Regions from separate parts of the Anas platyrhynchos genome. Here region 2 is linked to region 1. Evidence: chromatin contacts called from public Hi-C data. All regions are on one chromosome and are shown on one strand. Each heading gives the region's core, a stretch centred on a gene start, on an enhancer-like site or on the middle of the called end of the contact. The rest is flanking DNA. Distances are from core to core; before and after follow the strand shown. Region 1 holds the start of ALPK1 (alpha kinase 1). Region 2 overlaps FAM241A (family with sequence similarity 241 member A).

Evidence for each region. A called contact is a pair of places that touch in the nucleus more often than the background predicts.
Region 2: a Hi-C map of subcutaneous adipose tissue shows a contact between it and region 1, with 2.1 times the contacts expected there. The contact joins the enhancer-like site here to the promoter of ALPK1 in region 1. A contact is called at or near these places in 3 of 8 Hi-C or Micro-C datasets (F1 follicle, liver and subcutaneous adipose tissue).

The regions. Positions count from the first base shown.
Region 1 is chr4:6,606,359-6,610,601 of IASCAAS_PekinDuck_T2T, reverse strand. It overlaps ALPK1 (alpha kinase 1), which reads left to right and starts at 1,737. Exons shown (of 15, transcript XM_072036906.1): 1 at 1,737-1,872; 2 at 2,646-2,754. It overlaps TIFA (TRAF interacting protein with forkhead associated domain), which reads right to left and starts at 2,200. Exons shown (of 3, transcript XM_027455794.3): 1 at 2,061-2,200; 2 at 1,093-1,359.
Region 2 is chr4:6,670,418-6,674,660 of IASCAAS_PekinDuck_T2T, reverse strand. The region is part of intron 3 of FAM241A (family with sequence similarity 241 member A); the gene reads left to right. Among named protein-coding and RNA genes, the nearest start is that of AP1AR, 38 kb to the right of the region's middle. Within about 2 kb of position 1,895, at least 1 of the 8 cell types and tissues checked has an H3K27ac peak or open chromatin away from gene starts, as enhancers often do. A contact at or near this core is called in subcutaneous adipose tissue, where this site is marked.

The DNA.
Region 1 (4,243 bases), core at 488-2,987:
GAAAGTTACCTTCCTACACAGGAAAATAGAAGCTGAAGAAAGAAAAGGCCACGTAACCTGAGGAGGAGTTCTCGGTTGCTGGTCAGAGAAGTGCATTATTTGTGAGCAGCTGCTGGAATCAAACAGTACAATCAAAGTCTTACATCTCTGGAACAAAGTTCCCAACGTGTCACACCAAGTCTGAGCTATCTTTACTGGTTCTATTCATCGAATCATCCTGACTCAAGCTTACAATTTAACCTGCTGTTTTATGGGCATCTGAGCCATGCTGGGTGAGCTATGTGAGCAGGAGGATGGGCTGTCTTCTGCGCTTCCTTCTGCTCTTGGCTGTTTCGTGTAACCTGTGTAAGAGCTTGCAGGATGCTACACGAGGTCAGCTTTGGCTAATGGGAAAACCCACATCATTTCACTTAGTTCACAAATCGTCTATAGAAACAGTTTTCTGTCTCAAGTCTCAAAGGCTGAGTTTGATGCCAAATCAATACTGAAAGAGCTTTTCATTGCTAGATCATATGGGGCAGCAAAAAGGTTTTGGAGAATACTATCTGGAGAAGGAAACTTTCCCTACTGAAAATCAAGATTTCTCCTGCAACTGTAAGGTAGCCCACTGCAGTGCTGTTGTCTGTACTTTCACTTGGGTCAAACTGTCATGATTTTACCATTTTCCCTTCTCTCAACATCATTTCTTTCAGTGTGCATCAGTATCCCTATTTTTAGATGCAGAGGCGTGACGCTGAGAATCGCAAACACGGTTACCTAACCTGAGAACCACAGGGCTCCCAGGTGGGTGTTTAGCAACACAGGCAAGAGCCACAGCCCCCTACCTTCAGGTCAGAGCTCAGACCACCCTGCCTATCTGCTTCTGCAGAGCAGAGCAGAAGGCTTCAGCATGCCTACCAAGAAAAAGAGCAGCATCCATCTTGTTATTTACCTTTCATTTTAAGTGACCACAAACCCTGGGGCAGGGGTGGTGCAGAATGAGGGTTTCAAGAAGGCTTTCTTGAAAACCGTGCTGGCCTTCATCAGCCCCCAGAGGCCATTTCACTTCCCCCACCACCCGAGGCCACCACGGGGGCCCGGACCTCTCCTCACCTGTGCCCGTCAGCTGGGACGCGAGGGCCGGGATGTGGTGGGGAGCTCCGGTGCCAGGGGTGGCGGTGGCTTCACGCCTTGAGAACAGCCAGGCTCTGCTCTGCACGTGCTGGTGGCGTCTTGTTATTTTCCGAAAAGCGGCTGGAGCTCAGCTTCGGCTGGGGTCTTTGTCGGACATCTGAAAAGGTCACATTCGCCGAGGACTTTTCTCAAACCAGTGGTCACACCGCTGGCAAGAAGCGTGTGCTGCAGAGGTGGCAGGTTAAGCTTTCAGAAGAATAAGTAGTTTCAGTTTCACTTCCCACCTCCAAAATTAACGCTTTGAACACAAACAAAATGTAGTAATTACAAGGCATGATTCTGAAGTAACAGCTCACTGTTACCAAAAAGCGTTCGGTTATTTTCCTGTGCTCTAAGCAGCTCCGTGGCACTGCCTCCTCTCCTCGCTGCTGAACCAAGCTGAGCCGAAAATTCATTTCGCTAGAAATTCTGATGCAACCCAGCCACGCAGTGGGAAAAACGAGCCATTCCCTGCCTTTCAGCTGCTGCAATTTACTTATTAAGCAAGATTACTCCCACACACGAACGAGAGGCAGGGCACAGAGCGAAAGGCTTTGTGTCGGTCTCAGTCCTGCACTGCTCTGTGTATGTGTAGTGCTGTGCCCGGGGTGCTGTGCCCCGGTAAGGACTGTGAGCTGGAGCCTACGCAGTTAAATGCCTGTGCTGGGTCGTATGAGCTGTATTTCATCTGCGGGCTCCTTTTATTTGTTCAATAAACAGGTAAATCACCTGCAGGTTGCTAAGTTCTTTCGCTACCGCACTCCTGTAGGAGCTTTTATCAGTCCCGATAGCTCTGCTGCGTGTGCCTGGCTCCCTCTGCGCCCTCCAGCAGGGCTCCGACAAGGTTTTGCAGGGAGCCCGTGAGATGCAGAGCAGAAGCGATTCCCTGAAGCCGCTCGCTCACTTACCAGCACAGCGGGGCCACGGCAGGCAGGCTGGGTGCGTGTGCTGGCGCACCAGGGCTCGGTGCCTTCTGGAAAGCACAGCGTTGTGCAACGCGCAGCATGTGCTGCCTGCTGTAATTCCTGCCAGACCTTTGCTTCCGCATACAGCCGCTTTACAAGGCCTCGGTGCCGGGAGAGAGCTTTCCCGGTGAGGTTACTTCAGTTGTAGCTGCCGAGGTATGTCAGTGCTCTTCCTGTTTATTTCACTTTTTTATGGCGTTAGCTCGCCTCGCGCCAACTACGTCTTTCTTATTAGTTTCTTAATTTGATACAGCGCTGTGTGACTTCATACAGGAGATGTCTGGGACTGGATTTATCGCTCCTCCCGGCCCTAAGACTCGCGCTGGCTGAAATGCTGCCAGCTTCAGCAAAACGATCGCAGCCTTTCCCCTGAAACAGAAAATCCCCGGCACTCTGTCCTCCTGGGGCTTTCTGGGTATAGCCACAATTACTGCCTACAAAAAAAGTTACTCGGTGTACTAGAGTCCATTCCTATGTTGCATTAACTTCTCTTTTTTTCCTTTTTTTCGATTATTGAATTTCCTTCAGAAGTGAAACTGCGAATAGAAGTGCAAAGCCCACAGAGCTGGCCAGAGTGGCATAGTAGACGAGACACTGGGACTGGATTGCAGCGACAGTGCTGGACGTGGACACAGAAGTGGGTTGGAGCCGTGCTTTCCTCTCGGGGTGCCTTCTGCCTGGCTGTGTGTCAGACACCCATGTTCATTGCCTTGCCAGTAATAAGGGAGAAGGAAGTTCCTGGAAAAACCCTGCTTGTAACTTTAAAATAATGGTTTCCTGCATTTGGTGTGTCTGTGTGCTTATCAGTGGCATATTAGCAAGGCTATCTGCTGGGGCTAATTATGTGTTTGTAATGAGCAACTATGGTAGGCTGAAAGACTGAGGTGGTTGGGGTTGGTTGTTGTGCTGTTTTTCTAACAGCTTTGGTCTGATTGCTAAGGCTTCAGGTAAGTCTAGGTCCCAAACAGGCAAATCCGGAAAATGGAGAAATACTAGGAACTCTTAACTTTTCTTAACTTTTTCTCATAAGCTTTCAATCAGAATCACTTTTTGAGAAGCTGAGCGTCACTGAAGGGAAGTCGGTTTCTTCCTATTTCGGGGCAGTTCATGTTAGGTCATAAGAATCATAGAAAGTGTATTCTAGGTTAGTGAGTGAAAGGACTCCCTCTGGATATCTGTGTTCCAGATAATTCTTTCTAAGCGACTAAACGTGTAAACCCTTTCTGCAAACTTCCTCCCAGTGCTTTGACAAGATTTAGGAACATTCAGTAAAGCAGCCCAATGCGAGATTTTGGTCTTTTGGGATTGGCTGTTTGGTTTTTTTTGGTTGCTGTGGCCCATTGAGCAAGTGGCACAGTGGTTAGTGATCTGCCTAGCCTACTCAAAAGCCAGGAACTCATTGATAATGGCGTGTGGATATCCAGGAATCCCACTCTTCATAGCTGTGTTTCTTTTGCTGCCTAAAAGCTGTTCTGTGGACCCATGTGCAGGGCAAGACCTGAGACTAGAAACAGCCCGGACCAGTCTGACACCTGCTATTTTGCTCCGCTGTTTAGCTTAACGTCATGGAAGCGTCCTTATCCTGTTGGATCAACAGCAGGTCTGGCCTGATTTCAGTGGTGCTGAGATTTTACTGCAGCTCTGCCCAGCCCTGCCGCGGCTGGACTCACAGGTGTGGGTGTCACAGCTTCAGGCTGGGTTTGCCACCGTGCAACAGGAGAGATTTAGGTGTGACAGGTAACTAGCTTGTAAATGCTGAGCACAATTTCTGTGCCTCGCTGATGACCCTCTTTTGGCAGCTGGATTTCTCCCTCCATGGTACTGTGGCTTTCTCAGCGGTGTTGCGCCCAGCACAGACCTGCACGGGGGGCCGGTAGGTGGCAATGTTTGATCAGGCAGAGGAAATGGCATTTGGTATTGCAAGAGCTCGTGTGACACTTCAAGCTAATGGTACTCATTACAGTGGTAACTTCCAGGAGTTCATTTGGGAAAGGCGTAACAGAGCAAGCAGCAACCCACAGCCAGGTTCTGCAATCAGTTGTTGTGACCTTAGAGCAGCCAAGTGCCTCCTGCTCAAAGGGGAAAGAAACAGTCCCTCCTCAAAGACCTGCAATCTGAGTATAAAG
Region 2 (4,243 bases), core at 646-3,145, 64 kb before region 1:
GCCCAATGTAGTGGAGACCAGAGAATTTTCAATGATGAAGGACACTAATATTCATGTTGAGCTCTACTAGTGATTGAGTGCAGCCTTTAATGTTATCAGGATCTACATTTTAACATGGTTATAGATTGAGATAAAAATATATCAAAAATTAGGTGTAGAGAAGGACTTCAGCCATCGTGTTTGAGATATCTACCAGTTCTCATTGTTAGAAAGAAACATCCCTGGGGTAGGTTGTGTTATAAATGTCCAGTGAGGAGTTTCGTGCATCTTCCTCCAGAGCTTTTGAGGTTCAAGCATTCATAGGGATGGTGATTAATAGAGTTTAACTTGTTCAGTGTAACAGATCCAGATACACTAAGCCCTCAGACATCTATTTCCCATTCACTGCTGCAGTTCCTGTACCTGGCTAAGTTCACAAAATGAAACCCATGTGTATATTGAGCTCGAACAAGTGTAAATCATTCAGAAGCTCCAGGTTCCCCCATTTCCTCCAAGCCCCATTCTAGCAGCAATATATAACGTAGCAAAAAAATCAGGCTCCTACAGAAGCTTAGAGGAAAACACCAGAAGTAAAAAACAGTTCTGTAGCTACAGTGATAACAGCCAGTAGGAGGAAAGGCTTCCTCTTCAGGAAGATGAGTTTCCAGCACTCACACTACACACCCTGTCATTCTTGGCATTTTGCATGCCTGCTACAGGAGCAGCTCCTACTGCAGCTGTCAGCGTTCTTCACGACTGCAGGAGTTATGGTAGAAAAAGTAGATGACTGCCTTGACTACTTCTAAAAAAAAATATATATATATATATGTATATATATATAATTTATTTAGGTCTTCTTCCCAGGAGCTTCTGTACCTCAGGTATTGCTGGAAGGAAGGAGGTATTTTTTAGTATGTGAAATTAGGTGTGGAACAGCAAAAAAAAATAATTTTGTCCACCAGGTGGCACTTTGTCATCGGGCCTCTGTTTGAAAGCACCTGGAAAAGTTTATATATGATTATATGAGGTGTAAACTGCTATTGAGCAATGATCAGTGTGTTTCTGGAAATGCAGTCTACTCAGATATCTTCTAGGGAAAAGATTTTGATCTTAATGAAGGGAATGGGATTTTTTTTTTCATTGACTTAAAATAAAAACAGCTTGGCCTCAATTAGGTGAAAGCTTTAGGGAAATAAAATCTATTTGCAGTGTATAGGGCAGACTACATTTTCCCTCTATCTGGTTTGTTAGAAGATATGAGTGCCAGTGACTTATACCTAATGCAGCAGAAAAAGGGAAATGTAAGAATGGTGCAAACTCAGAATTTTGGACAAAGAGCAAGCCAAACAGGTGATACAATTCATTCTGGAAGAGCTTCCTGCACTTTTGGAAAATATGCTAGTAGAGAGTTCATAAACTCTTATTTTGATGCAGTTTTAGTCCAGCACACGTGTTGTCTGATGTTCCTTTCCCAATATAACAGATAGAAGTCAGGCTGCAGACATTAGTTAAGTGTAAAAACATCAGTAGACTGTAAACACAGTTTGAGCCTGAAAACAGCCATTTTAACAGTCATCTGTGCAAAAACTGGAGTTTAGTGTTGTTTAAAACGCTTGATTCTGCCCAGTTTGCATGATTATGTGTGCGCATGTTTAGGTGAAGGCAGCAGCATAAGGCCCAGGTGATGTGCAATACACTGATGGCAGCTGGAACCCAGTAGAACAGATCCACCTCGTTTGGCAGCGGTGAGCCCACACCAGTATCCCCAGCCAGTACGCTCCTGGAAATACAAGTGCAGGTCTCCCTGCTGGAGCCTTTCCATCCTTTCCTCTCCCTCACAGCAGCTCTCTGACGGTGATGGCTTTCCCAGAAGCCAGATGCTGAGATCACAGAGAAGCCCTGCCAAGCCCTTTGTGCTCGGACAGATCTCTGACACTGTCCCAGCTGGTGGTTAGGAACAACACGCTGATGACATGGAATTGGAGAAGAGGTTTAATTTCCAGTCCAGCCAGTCCACATTTTGGCCTTATTTTTCTGTTCGTTTGCATCAAGGGTAATTTGGAACCGTCTGGTGCTGTCCTGCTCAGCTTGCTTTTCCAGGCTTCTCAGAGGCTGCTGAAAGCACCTCTGTATACATTACTTCTCATTAAAGAGGGAAAGTTTCTGTCTCCTTCATGCATGTACAATTATTGAACGTTTCCTGAACCCTGGCAAGTGTTGTTCTGCTGAAAAAGCAGGTTTTCATATCAATCGCTTGTAAGTGAGCTGGAAAAAGGCTGTAGGTGAGCAAGTGAATAATGATTGTAAGAACAAACACAAGAAAATGCTACCTACAGTATCTGGTTCTCTTTCTTAGAAACAATAAAAGGCTTAATCTTGCACAAAGCTGGCATAAGAGTCCCATTTACTCTGACCGATTTCATGCTGTTAATGAGAAGTGTTTCCAAGGCATTTGCTTAAATTAGCTTTTCTATAAGGAAGCGCAATCATGTACTAATTTACACTGCACAGCAGGGATCTGCCTGACCCTGCACTGTCACTGGGAGCAGATGATGATCTGGAGATCATAGGTGCAATCAGTGCCCAGTTGTAGAAATAAGCAACTCAAGTGATAAGCGATTCCCAGAAACAGAGCAGCATACTCGAATCACATGGATGCCATTTCTGATCTCAAGCACTTTGACAGTGGTCTCATGATGAGTTTTAGCTGAGTTGTTAAAAACACACACTGAAATGAAAACTGATACCCAGGTCCTGCCTACAGAGAGGCTGCTTCCTTCAAAATTTCCTCTGTCCCCTGTGCTTAGGGTCCTCGAGATGTAATTGTATTGTTCTTCCTGGCCACGATGAAAGTGCTCTGCATGGATCTCCACTGTACACATCAGATGAACATCTCCTGATGCAAAGTGTAGCTGCAGAGGAACAATTTCTAACATGCTCTTTGCTGTCATCTCCTCTCCCATCCTGCTAGTTCCACCCTATTTCTTCTCTGCCCTCAACCCAGAATTAGTACTGTAATTAGTTGTTAAAGGAATTAAAGGAGAAAATTTCTTATCTTTACCAAATTCCCTCCAAAAGATACTACAGGAGTGGTATTCTAAAACTGAGAATAAGACTATTTCATCATTGTTGCCATGGTGACCAAAACTAGGACAGTAACTTTTTTTTTATTATTATTAGTCGTATTTTAGCTTCCTCTCTCCTTGTGCTTGTCATATGCCAAAGAACTTGGTCTCTGGACAGGAGTCTGACTAACTGCAGAGCACCGAAGAAAATAAATCTTTGAGAGTTTTATGATTGTTTCCCCAAAGAGGAAAAAAAAAAAAAAAAAGAGCAGGGATGAGAGTAAGGATGAGGTTAAGACAGAGGCATTCAGAAACAACATTTTAAGGTGACAAGAAGCAGGTGGCCTTCTTAATGTTTAGGGACTCCTCCTAATGCCACCTGCTGCCAGACTCTTGACCCAGGATCACAAAGGAACACCACCACTACGAAGTCACAGACCAATTTCCCTGGTACATGGTTCCAGATACGTTATATTCCTTTCCAGACTCCAGCTCAAAGCAAGGAGATAGGTGAACACTTGGTTCCCCCTTCAGTCCTGGAGCTGTAAATGGCAATGTCTTTTTTCACATTCTTCATCCCAATGCAAGAACTAAAAACAAAGTTGAAGCCTACATGCATTTCTTACAAGACTATAGGGGCATTTGTAAACTCAATGAAAACCGTAGTAAAAGCTCCTAGTAAAAGCTTTTTAGTGTGCAACCTCATCATTTTATATTTTATAATTTTAAAGACAGTCAGATAGGAAGAATACTGAATTCTAATTGAAAGACTAAGGATCATATAACTGTAACAATCATGCTTCAAACATTTCCTTCAAGCCTCAAAATGCAGTGCTGGTGCCGACTACTCCTCCGAACCAGGAAGGTCATCACAGAGTTTGAACAGAATGCTGAATTAAAACTCAGGGCATGGGTTTGTCAGCTTGCCTCCTTCTTGACTAGGTGCCTTAACTTAATGAGTTTTCATCTCTTAAAATGACTGCCCTGAGTTAGCCTAAATCGCATGGCTATTTCAGCAAATGGTGGGTCAGCAACGCTGGTCTCCACGAGAGAGGCCTGCAGTAAGCTGTCCTACAAAGAATGTTCCAGGATAGCTGCCCAGAGGGGAAAACGAAATCTTAAAAATATGTGAAGTAGCTTTACTCCAGTACTATTACATCCTGCTATTTTCTAGCATTAAAAGCTATGCAGTTTTAGTC